2 separate regions of the Mus musculus genome follow, and region 1 is linked to region 2. A link is a contact called in public HiChIP or PLAC-seq data. All regions are on one chromosome and are shown on one strand. Each heading gives the region's core, a stretch centred on a gene start, on an enhancer-like site or on the middle of the called end of the contact. The rest is flanking DNA. Distances are from core to core; before and after follow the strand shown. Region 1 overlaps Fem1a (fem 1 homolog a). Region 2 overlaps Kat2b (K(lysine) acetyltransferase 2B).

The links. HiChIP or PLAC-seq counts read pairs in DNA pulled down with a chosen protein or histone mark.
Region 1: a contact with region 2 is called in an H3K27ac HiChIP or PLAC-seq map of embryonic stem cells, with 11 times the contacts expected there. The contact joins two enhancer-like sites. A contact is called at or near these places in 1 of 39 promoter capture datasets (embryonic stem cells) and 1 of 115 datasets of contacts at active chromatin or transcription factors (embryonic stem cells).

Annotation. Positions count from the first base shown.
Region 1 is chr17:56,258,095-56,262,740 of GRCm38.p6, forward strand. It overlaps Fem1a (fem 1 homolog a), which reads left to right. Exons shown (of 1, transcript NM_010192.4): 1 at 1-4,646. The coding sequence ends at 779. Among named protein-coding and RNA genes, the nearest start is that of Fem1a, 3.6 kb to the left of the region's middle. Within about 2 kb of position 3,182, at least 19 of the 459 cell types and tissues checked have an H3K27ac peak or open chromatin away from gene starts, as enhancers often do. A contact at or near this core is called in embryonic stem cells, where this site is marked.
Region 2 is chr17:53,593,505-53,597,962 of GRCm38.p6, forward strand. The region is part of intron 1 of Kat2b (K(lysine) acetyltransferase 2B); the gene reads left to right. Among named protein-coding and RNA genes, the nearest start is that of Kat2b, 29 kb to the left of the region's middle. Within about 2 kb of position 1,622, at least 182 of the 459 cell types and tissues checked have an H3K27ac peak or open chromatin away from gene starts, as enhancers often do. A contact at or near this core is called in embryonic stem cells, where this site is marked.

The sequences.
Region 1 (4,646 bases), core at 1,932-4,431, 2.7 Mb after region 2:
GTCTGTGGAAGTATGCCTTGGACATGCAACAAAACAACTTGGAGCCCCTGAGCCCCATGACCGCCAGCAGCTTCCTGTCGTTTGCAGAGCTCTTCTCCTACGTGCTGCAGGACCGCTCGGCCAAGGGCAACCTGGGCATGCAGCTTGGCTTTGCCGACCTCATGGGTGTGCTCAGCAAAGGGGTTCGGGAAGTGGAGCGGGCTCTGCAGTTGCCCAAGGAACCGGGTGACTCCGCACAGTTCACCAAAGCCATTGCCATCATCCTCCACCTTCTGTACCTATTGGAGAAGGTGGAGTGCACCCCCAGCCAGGAACACCTCAAGCACCAGACAGTCTACCGCCTGCTCAAGTGTGCCCCTCGCGGTAAAAACGGCTTCACCCCACTACACATGGCGGTGGACAAGGAGACCACCAACGTGGGCCGGTATCGTGTGGGCGTCTTCCCATCGCTGCAGGTGGTCAAGGTGCTGTTGGACTGCGGAGCAGACCCTGACAGCAGGGATTTCGACAACAACACCCCACTGCACATCGCTGCCCAGAATAATTGCCCGGCCATCATGGATGCTCTCATCGAAGCTGGGGCCCACATGGACGCCACCAATGCCTTCAAAAAGACTGCCTACGAGCTGCTGGACTCGAAGCTGTTGGCTAAGAGCACCGTGCAGCCTTTCAATTATGTGACACTGCAGTGCCTAGCTGCCCGTGCCCTGGACAGGAACAAGGTCCCTTATAAGGGCTTCATCCCAGAGGAGCTGGAGGCCTTCATCCAGTTGCATTGAGCCTAGCCCAGCTGTTGGTGCCCACTTGGGCCTTACTCCTCCAAGCAGAAGCATCCAGGCCCTATGGCCTGCTGGAGTGAACCCAGCTGCTGATTCTAGAAGCCTTCAGGGTCACATGGTAGGAAGACGGTCTTTTTTTCTGTGGAAGTGCAAAAACAAAAACCCGGATGCCTGAGCCTCCCCAGTGGCATGCTTCTGTCTGGGTCTGGAGGCCTCTGCACTGTCCTAGAGTCCTGCAGTGAGCAAAGCTGTCTCCTTCCTGTGGTGGGCACTGACCACCTAGATGTTTGCATTTGGTTTTTCCTTTTCTAAGCAGATGGGCAGCAGCCTGGAGCCCATGTTGTGAGGGTTTTTCTGTCTGTTTTCACTGGTTTCTGTTTGTTGGACTTAGTAATGACTGAGTTGAGAGTTGCCAGTATTTTGCAGTGGCCACAGCTGAGAACAGCATGAACTGTGTGTGCAGATCTGTGACCAAGATCCTGGGAAGCCTCCTCAGTTCTGTGCTGATTAGAGAGAGGACTATCTCCCAAGAAAGCCCAGAGCCAGTTGCAAGAGCCACAGCCAGGCAGACACTGGTGCCTTCTGTCCCGCCCTCTGGATGGACAGACAGTTCCCAACCTTGGGACACAGCTGGAACTGCCAGGCAGATGGTGACCAGGCCACCTGGCCACCAGGTTCACATCTGTGCCACACTTGTCACACTGTCACCTTCATCGCTGAGGACCTGACCCCTCTTTTGTTGAGGAGTCCCCGGTATCCCAATAACTTCTGGGGATGGGCTTCTAACCAAGATAGGGGAAGGTGGGGGGCTGCCAGCCAGGGTAGCGATGGACCCATGTGGTACTAGCTTGGCCCACGTGAGACCCTGTGTGCAGCCCCAGAACCACAAAAAGTTACTGAACAGCTGCCTATGACTCCACCAGCTCTCGATTCCATCATATGTGGTGAGTGGTTCACCCTGGATTAGGCCAAAGCAGGAGGTACTCATCCCCGGCCGTAGAAGCCAGCTACATGGATAGGAAGTCATGTGTAGAGGGGCCAGTCCCTCCCTCAGCCATTTAAGCCACATAAACTGTCCCTTGAGGACCGTCAGTGTGTGATTGCAGTGCTAGGTAGATTCTCTGTATAAGCAAACTTTAGGCCTTACTGGGCAGGGTCTCGCTGCTCCACCCTGCCAAAGCTCAGGGCAAACATGAACCCCTTTGAGTCTTGGCACTGATATTTATGGATTAAAATGCAGGTATGTGAAGATGTCTGCCTAGCTGTTATTTAATGTAGCTAGGTAGAGCGGGAGCCAGGTGAGTGCCTGTCAAGCATGCGTGGTGGCACACACCCAACATCTTAGCACTTCCAGGGCTGAGGCAGGAGGATCATAAGTTGGAGGCCACGGGAGTAGACAGTAAGTTCAAGAATAGCCTGGGGGTATTGTAATAAGAGTATTTTAAGACTCCCTACCCTCTCAAAACTGTCTCCTATGAAGTGTAGCACTAGTGAGCATTTACTGAGTCCCTGCTGCACCCCACGTGCTCAAATGTACCACCTGGTTCACAGCAGCTGCCTTCTGATGGAACCAGTACCATTCAGGTATCTCAGGTGGAGCAAGTTCAGAGAGGTTACACTAATGGTGTGCCTGGGGAGGGACACAGAGCACATGAGAAAATATCAGACTCAAACCCTCTGTCTCAGTGGCTGACATGTTTAGATCCACTCCCCTACCTCAGCACCTTGAACATATATCTCATGGGTCCTTCCATAACCACTGACTTCCGACCTCAAATTTAAGAGGAACAATTGTTTGAACCCCATGTTCTTCATGCTGTCAGAATTAGGAAATTTGACCTGGGGCCTGAACATTCTTCTGGGAGGGTTAATACAGCGGGTCCCAGAGGCTGCCTCCAGCCAGGTTCTTCCTAGGTGGAACAGCAGGATCAAAGAACAGATTCCTGCCAAGCCACCACAGGGCCCACCCAGCCTTAACTCTATGCTACCTGTAATTGAACAGGCCTGTGTCACCTGTGTACTCTTTAGCCAATTACAGTAGCCTGTGAATGGGCTGCAGTGATTTTAAAGACTAAAGCAGGGTATTGTGGGTGTGTTCTAGAGGCAGAGGCAGGTGACTCTTTCTGAGTTTAAGGTCATCTTGGTCTACGTAGTTCTAGGATAGGTATAACTACTTAGACTCCCCCCTCACCCTCCCCCCCCAAAAAACAAAAAGATTAGTGCAGGAGAGACGGCTCAGTGGTAAGTGCCTGTGAGACTCCAGTTTAACCCCTCAATACCATAGCAAGTGGGCAGATTAGACTGGGAGCAAGGGCGGGAGACATGCCCCTAACCAGCTCTGGCTGGTTCTCTGGTCTCTATTCATGTAGATAGCACAGCCCGTTCCTGTGGTGCCACATGGCTGTACCAGTGTCTGGTATTTCTAAGTAGGGAGTGTCCTGACCCCAGGTTAAACATAGCCCAGCACAGAACCACCTCACTTGGCACTCAGTCAGATCTACAGAGGGCCCAGCAGGATGAAAGACAGCACAGCAGGTGTGGGGCAGAGTCTGGCCTGCACTTGCAAGGCTGCAGAGGAGAACGTGGGCCTGGCTCTGCACATTTGAGATGCCACCCTAGGGGCTCCCCACCCTCAGCCCTCATGACTTGTTAAATCCTGTCAAGAAGCAAGCTTGAACCAGATGTGCTGTCTGTCACACACCGTCAGTCCCTGAGCTCGAGAGGCAGATGGACAAAAACAAGCAACAAATACCAAGTGAGCTTGATTGACTCTGACCTGCAGAAGCCTTCCTAGATCATGAACTGCCTCCCCAGGGTGCTTCCCTCACAGCCAATTGCTTGTTTGCTTTTAAAATTATGTGTGTGTGCCAGATGTGATGGTACATGCCTCGGGCAGAGGCAGGTGGGTCTCTATAAGTTCTAGGCCAGCCTGGTCTACAGAGAGTTCCAGGACAGCCAGGACAAGCCCTGTCTTGACCCTGCCCCCCAAAAATGTGTATGTGATGGGGTGTGTGCATTTGAGCGCAGGGCCTGCAGAGGCCGCGTAGGTCCGTCTCCCTGGAGCTGGAGTTATAGTGGACGTGAGCCACCTGATGTGGGTTCTGGGAATCTGGGCTAACTGCTGAGCCATCTCACCAGCCCTTTGCTCTTAATCTCTTTAGGCAGAGTTTCATGTTGTCCAAGCTGGTCTTGAACTGCCTCCTGGCTGAGATCACTGCCATGTGACAGCGTGCTCAGTTTATAAAACTGACCGTGTTCACATCTATAGATCAGTGGTTTTTAGAGTATCCTCAGAGCTGTACAATCATTGCCATTTCCAGAGGTCCCCCCAGAAGTTTATTTCAGGCCTGGGGTGCAGTCAGCAGTAAACATTGGTGAGCATGGAGCCCTGGGGTCTACCCCAAGCCCTGGGAAAAATACTTTTTAAAAACAGTAAAGTTTGCTTATAGAAAAAAAAAATCTCAGTAGTGGCAGATGACTGGGATGAGTGAGGCTGGATCACCAGCAATAAAATTATGAGACTACAAAAGTCAGAATGTGAGAGCTACAGAGCAGTGGACACGGGGCTGGCCAGCATTCCAGCCTGACAAGTGGGCATTGACCAGCCCACATCTGGTGAAGGATCTGAGAACCCCTGGGGCAAGAGTGGTGGACCTAAGTCTTCAGGAAGAAGAAAACCCCTTTCACTTCCCTGGGAGTCTGATTGCCTTCCTAGACTGCTTAAGTGCCTGGTCCACAGGACAGGCTAAAAATAAAAGCCCCACCCTGGCATCTGGCAGGAGACTACCCTCTTTGGGCACCAACTCCAGGCATAACAGTGACATTCAGTTTCACCTTATAATCTTGGAGACTGACTCTACCCTCTCT
Region 2 (4,458 bases), core at 372-2,871:
GCTATCTTTATTTTGTAGGTCAGGCTGGCTTAGTACTCAGAGATCCATCAGCCTCTGCCTCCCAAGTGCTGGATTAAAGTTGTGTGCTCCCCACCCCCTTATTTCTTATATTATTAGGGAGTGTCTGCATATGACATAGATAGATGGATGGGTAGATAGATGAATAGATAGTGAGTTTGGGCACATGGTGCAGGTCAGAGGATAAATTTATACCATTAACTGTCACACCATGAGAGATTCTGGGATTGATTCAGGCCATCCTCCTTGTACAGGAATGACTTTGCCTGCTTAACCATCTTGCTGGTCCTGCTCTCCTTTTTATGAATACTTTTCACATTTCATACATGTATATAATGGGTATTAATCATATTCACTCACCACTTCATTTGTATCTTTATAAACTTGGCTCTTCATAGAAGTGACGTCATACAGAGTTTGTCCCTTGTGACTGGTTTATTTTACTTAGCAGAATATCCTCAAGTTTCACATTGTAGCTAAATCATGTTTTCTTTTCCTTTCCAGGTCAAATCATACAAGCACTCATGTACACATACACATACAAATGCATGCTTGAACACACTGTATCTATATAACATATATATATATATATATATATATATATGCACAGTTTTTCAAATAGCATGCATTTGCTTGCATATACCAGGTTATATTTACTTATTCACCACTTATCGCTTCTGACTTTTGGCTATTGTGCTAAATAAAGAAGGCAGCTGGAATGTGGGTGGACAAATATGTGTTTTGATTTCCTGTTATAGTTTTCTTGATTGCTGAGGCTAGAACCGAAGGTCCCATACATCTCAGCAAGGACATTCCTGCTTCAATTTCTTAAAATATATGCTCATAAGTAGAATTTTCAGAATTTTGGCAGTGCCTTCTTGATGCTCGAGGTCCTGTCCTACTGTTCTCCACCTCAGCTGCTCCTGCTGGTCTCCACCTCAAGTGGTTTCTAGATCCTATCCAGCCATGCTCCAATTTCTCCCTTTTAGCTTGCTAATGAGGCTGCAGGACACCCCAGTAGGGCTTGCATTTCCTCATCATTAATGATTCTGAGCATTTTTATTTCAGTTTTTTTTATTAAGATTTAATTTTTAATTTTACGTCTGTGTGTCTGTGTGAATATGTGCGTTGGTGCCCAGAAAGGCCAGACGAGAGCATCAGATCCCCTGGAGCTAGAGTTAGACAGCTGGTGTGTTGCCTTCTGTGAGGTACTGAACCTAGGTCCTCTGCTTGAGCAGCAAGGGCCCTTAACTGTTGAGCCATTTCTCCAGTCTCTTATGGTGATTCTCTAGCTCAGTTTTCTGAGTGCTGGCGTGAGTCACCTCCTTTCTTCCTCTTTCTCTTTCTCTTCCTTTTCCTCTTCTTCTCCTCCTCCCTCTCCCCCTCCCTCTCTCCTCTCCCCTTCTCCCCCTCCCTCTCCTTAGTCATCCTCATTGTCTGTAGCCTTTTTCTTTCTCCTCTTCTTCCTCCTCCTCTTCTTTTTTCTCCTCCTTCTCCTCCTTTTTCTTCAACTTCTTGAAATTCTCTTCTTCTTCCTCCTCCTCCTCCCCTTCCCCTTCCCCTCCCCTTCCTCTTCCTCCTCCTCTTGTTCTTGTTCTTCTTTGGCAGCTCTGGGCTGATCCTTAGGCCTTTCATGTGCTGCAATTACTCTGTCATTGAAGTGTATCCTAACTTCTTTTAGTTTTTTTTTTTTTTTTTTTTTTTGGTTTTTTGAGACAGGGTTTCTCTGTGTAGCCCTGGCTGTCTTGGAACTCATTCTGTAGACCAGGCTGGCCTCGAACTCAGAAATCCGCCTGCCTCTGCCTCCCAAGTGCTGGTCTTTTAATTTTTTAAAAAAAGTTTTAGCTTTTTTATGTATATGGGAGTTTTGCTGTCATGTCTGTGCACTGTGTGAGTTCAGTGCCCGTGGAGTCCAGAGCAGGGTATTTCACTCCCATGAAGTGGAGTTACAGACATTTGTCAGCTTCTGTATTGGGGCTGGGAATAGAACCTGGGTCCTCTGAAAGCGCGCCAGTGCTCTTAACTTGGAGTTGTCTCTCCATCCTCCGACAGAATTGTCTTATCAACTTCCGACTTTTATTTTTTTTTTTAATGTTTGTTTATTTCCTCCTTGTGTGTTTATGTGTAGATGTAAATGTACCACAGTGTGCTACGCTGAGAACAAGTTTTTGGGGTCAGTTCTCTCCTCCTGTCATGTGAGTTCCAGGAATCAATCTATAAGATCTTGAGGCCTGGTGCCAAGCGCCCACACCCGCTGAGCCACGAGTCATTATCTCTGGCCTTTTGACTTTTAAATAGTATACCTTTGTCAAATTTCAGAGCTAGGATGTAGACAATACAATTCCCATTGCCTCCTCACCCCTGCCCCCAATCTCATGCTCAGGTACCTGCCAGGACAGGATCTATGGTTCTGCATTGTAGAAAGAGCCCTGCTCAGTTTGGCTCTCAGCTCATCCCTTCCTCGTACATCGTACAAGGTGAAGAAGGGAAGATAGAGATGCAGGAGTTTCTCTAGCATGGCGGCGTGGCACAGAAATGCTACCACGAATGAGTCTAGAGTCATCATTTCCTACCACCGTGTTCCTATGCTTGGTCTGAGTCTGAGGGCTGAGAAGTCACTTTTATCGGTGTGCTCTTCCTGAGTTTTCTACCTACTTGAATTAGTCTAGTAGTTTCAGTGTGACAGAATTCTGTTAGACAGCATGGCTGTCTTCTCTTTCCCTGGGTGGCCTCCAAATATCACACAAATGCTTACACGTTAACACTAAGCAAACTGCAATCCCTTGTCCCTCTTGTTTGTCTGTCATCTGGATGTGACCACATGTCTATCCAGCTCAGCTCCTTAGAGTCTCTCCAGTGTCTGTCTTCTGTTCACAGTAAGAAAATCACTGCATGTCCAGGAGCCTCTCATGTGAACAAAGCCACTTTTTGTCTCAGGCTTCTAGAGAGCATTTTCTTCCTCCTTGGATGTGTCTCCTCTGCATAGATTTGCTGTTTGGGAGATGACGTCACCTGGACAGCTGGCTCTTCCTTGGTGCCAAGGTTGCTGGCTGCTGTGGTAATTGGCTTGGCAGAGGGCTCCTTAAAAGGTTGTCCTCCAGCTGTTATTGAGTTAAAGCTGCTAGGCTAACCCTGCTAGGAGTTCTCTTAGCAGCTGTCACGCCTAATTACCAAGAGCTATAGAAGAGGTGTTTCCAAGGGGACCTCTTATCTCTAAGAGCAGGGACCAGGCTCTAACATTTGGAAGAAGAAATGAAGGCCCAAGTGGAGGGCTTGATAGCTGCAGATCAAAGCACGAGACAGAAATGTGTTCTTGGCAGCCAAGGACAATGAAATTCACTGGTTTGTTTTTTTTTTTTTAAATATTTTCAATTTTTATTTTTACTTTTCTTTCTGTTGCTGGGGTTACAACTCAGGGCCTTGACATTCTAGGCAAACACTGTATTACAGAGATACACCCCAGCTTCCACCGACTGTTTCTTAAAAGACTATTTCCCCCTTTTCAGGGTAGACAATTTGTCAAACAGTATCAATACTGGACACTCTGGTTGACATTTTCCTGGGCATGCACAGGGGCCGGAAGTGCTCTTCACACCTGAAACTCCATTTGCTCACGTATGCTCCCTACCCTACACTTGCACACTAACCTGAGGGAAACCCCGTGCATCATGGGGTGTCCTTAGCCACTGAGGAATACTGATGCTTTCTACCCTAAACTACAGTGTCCACAGTGAAGATTCAGGTGTTTTCCCATTCTACACCACTTCAGTAATTACTTAAAGTTATAATGTGAGCCATCGATGCAGTCTAATTAGTTTTGAAGCCCAGGGTGGTCTAGGGCTCACTGTGTAGTCCAGACTGGCCTCAAAGTCATGCTGGTTCTCCTGCCTCAGATTCCTAAGTGTTGACATCATAAGCATGAATGACTGGGCCTTAACCTACAGTTTCTAGTTACCTCACGTATCTTAGAACGTTCTCACACATGAGCACAAAATTGCTTGCTTAAAATAACAGCTTCTGGGTGGCCTAGTCGGCCATCATTGGGAGGAGAAGCCCTTGGTCTTGCAAAGATTATATGCCCCAGTAGAGGGGAACGCCAGGGCCAGGAAGCTGGAGTGGGTGGGTTGGTGAGCAGGGAAGGGGGAGGGTACAGGGAACTTTCGGGATAGCATTTGAAATGTAAATGAAGAAAATATCGAATAAAAATTGTTTAAAAAAAAAAGAAATAAACCTGTGTAGTAAAATATAGTATGCCTCAAAAACAAACAAACAAACAACCCCCCCCCCCCCCAGCTTCTGTGTTGGCTCTGGGAAGCTGAAGACATGAGAAGAGTTTTTCTAAAGGCCCTCCTGCCCCCGCTGCTGCTGCTGCTGCTGCTGCTGCTGCTTCTTCTTCTTCTTCTTCTTCTTTCTCTTCTTCTTTCTCTTCTTCTTTCTCTT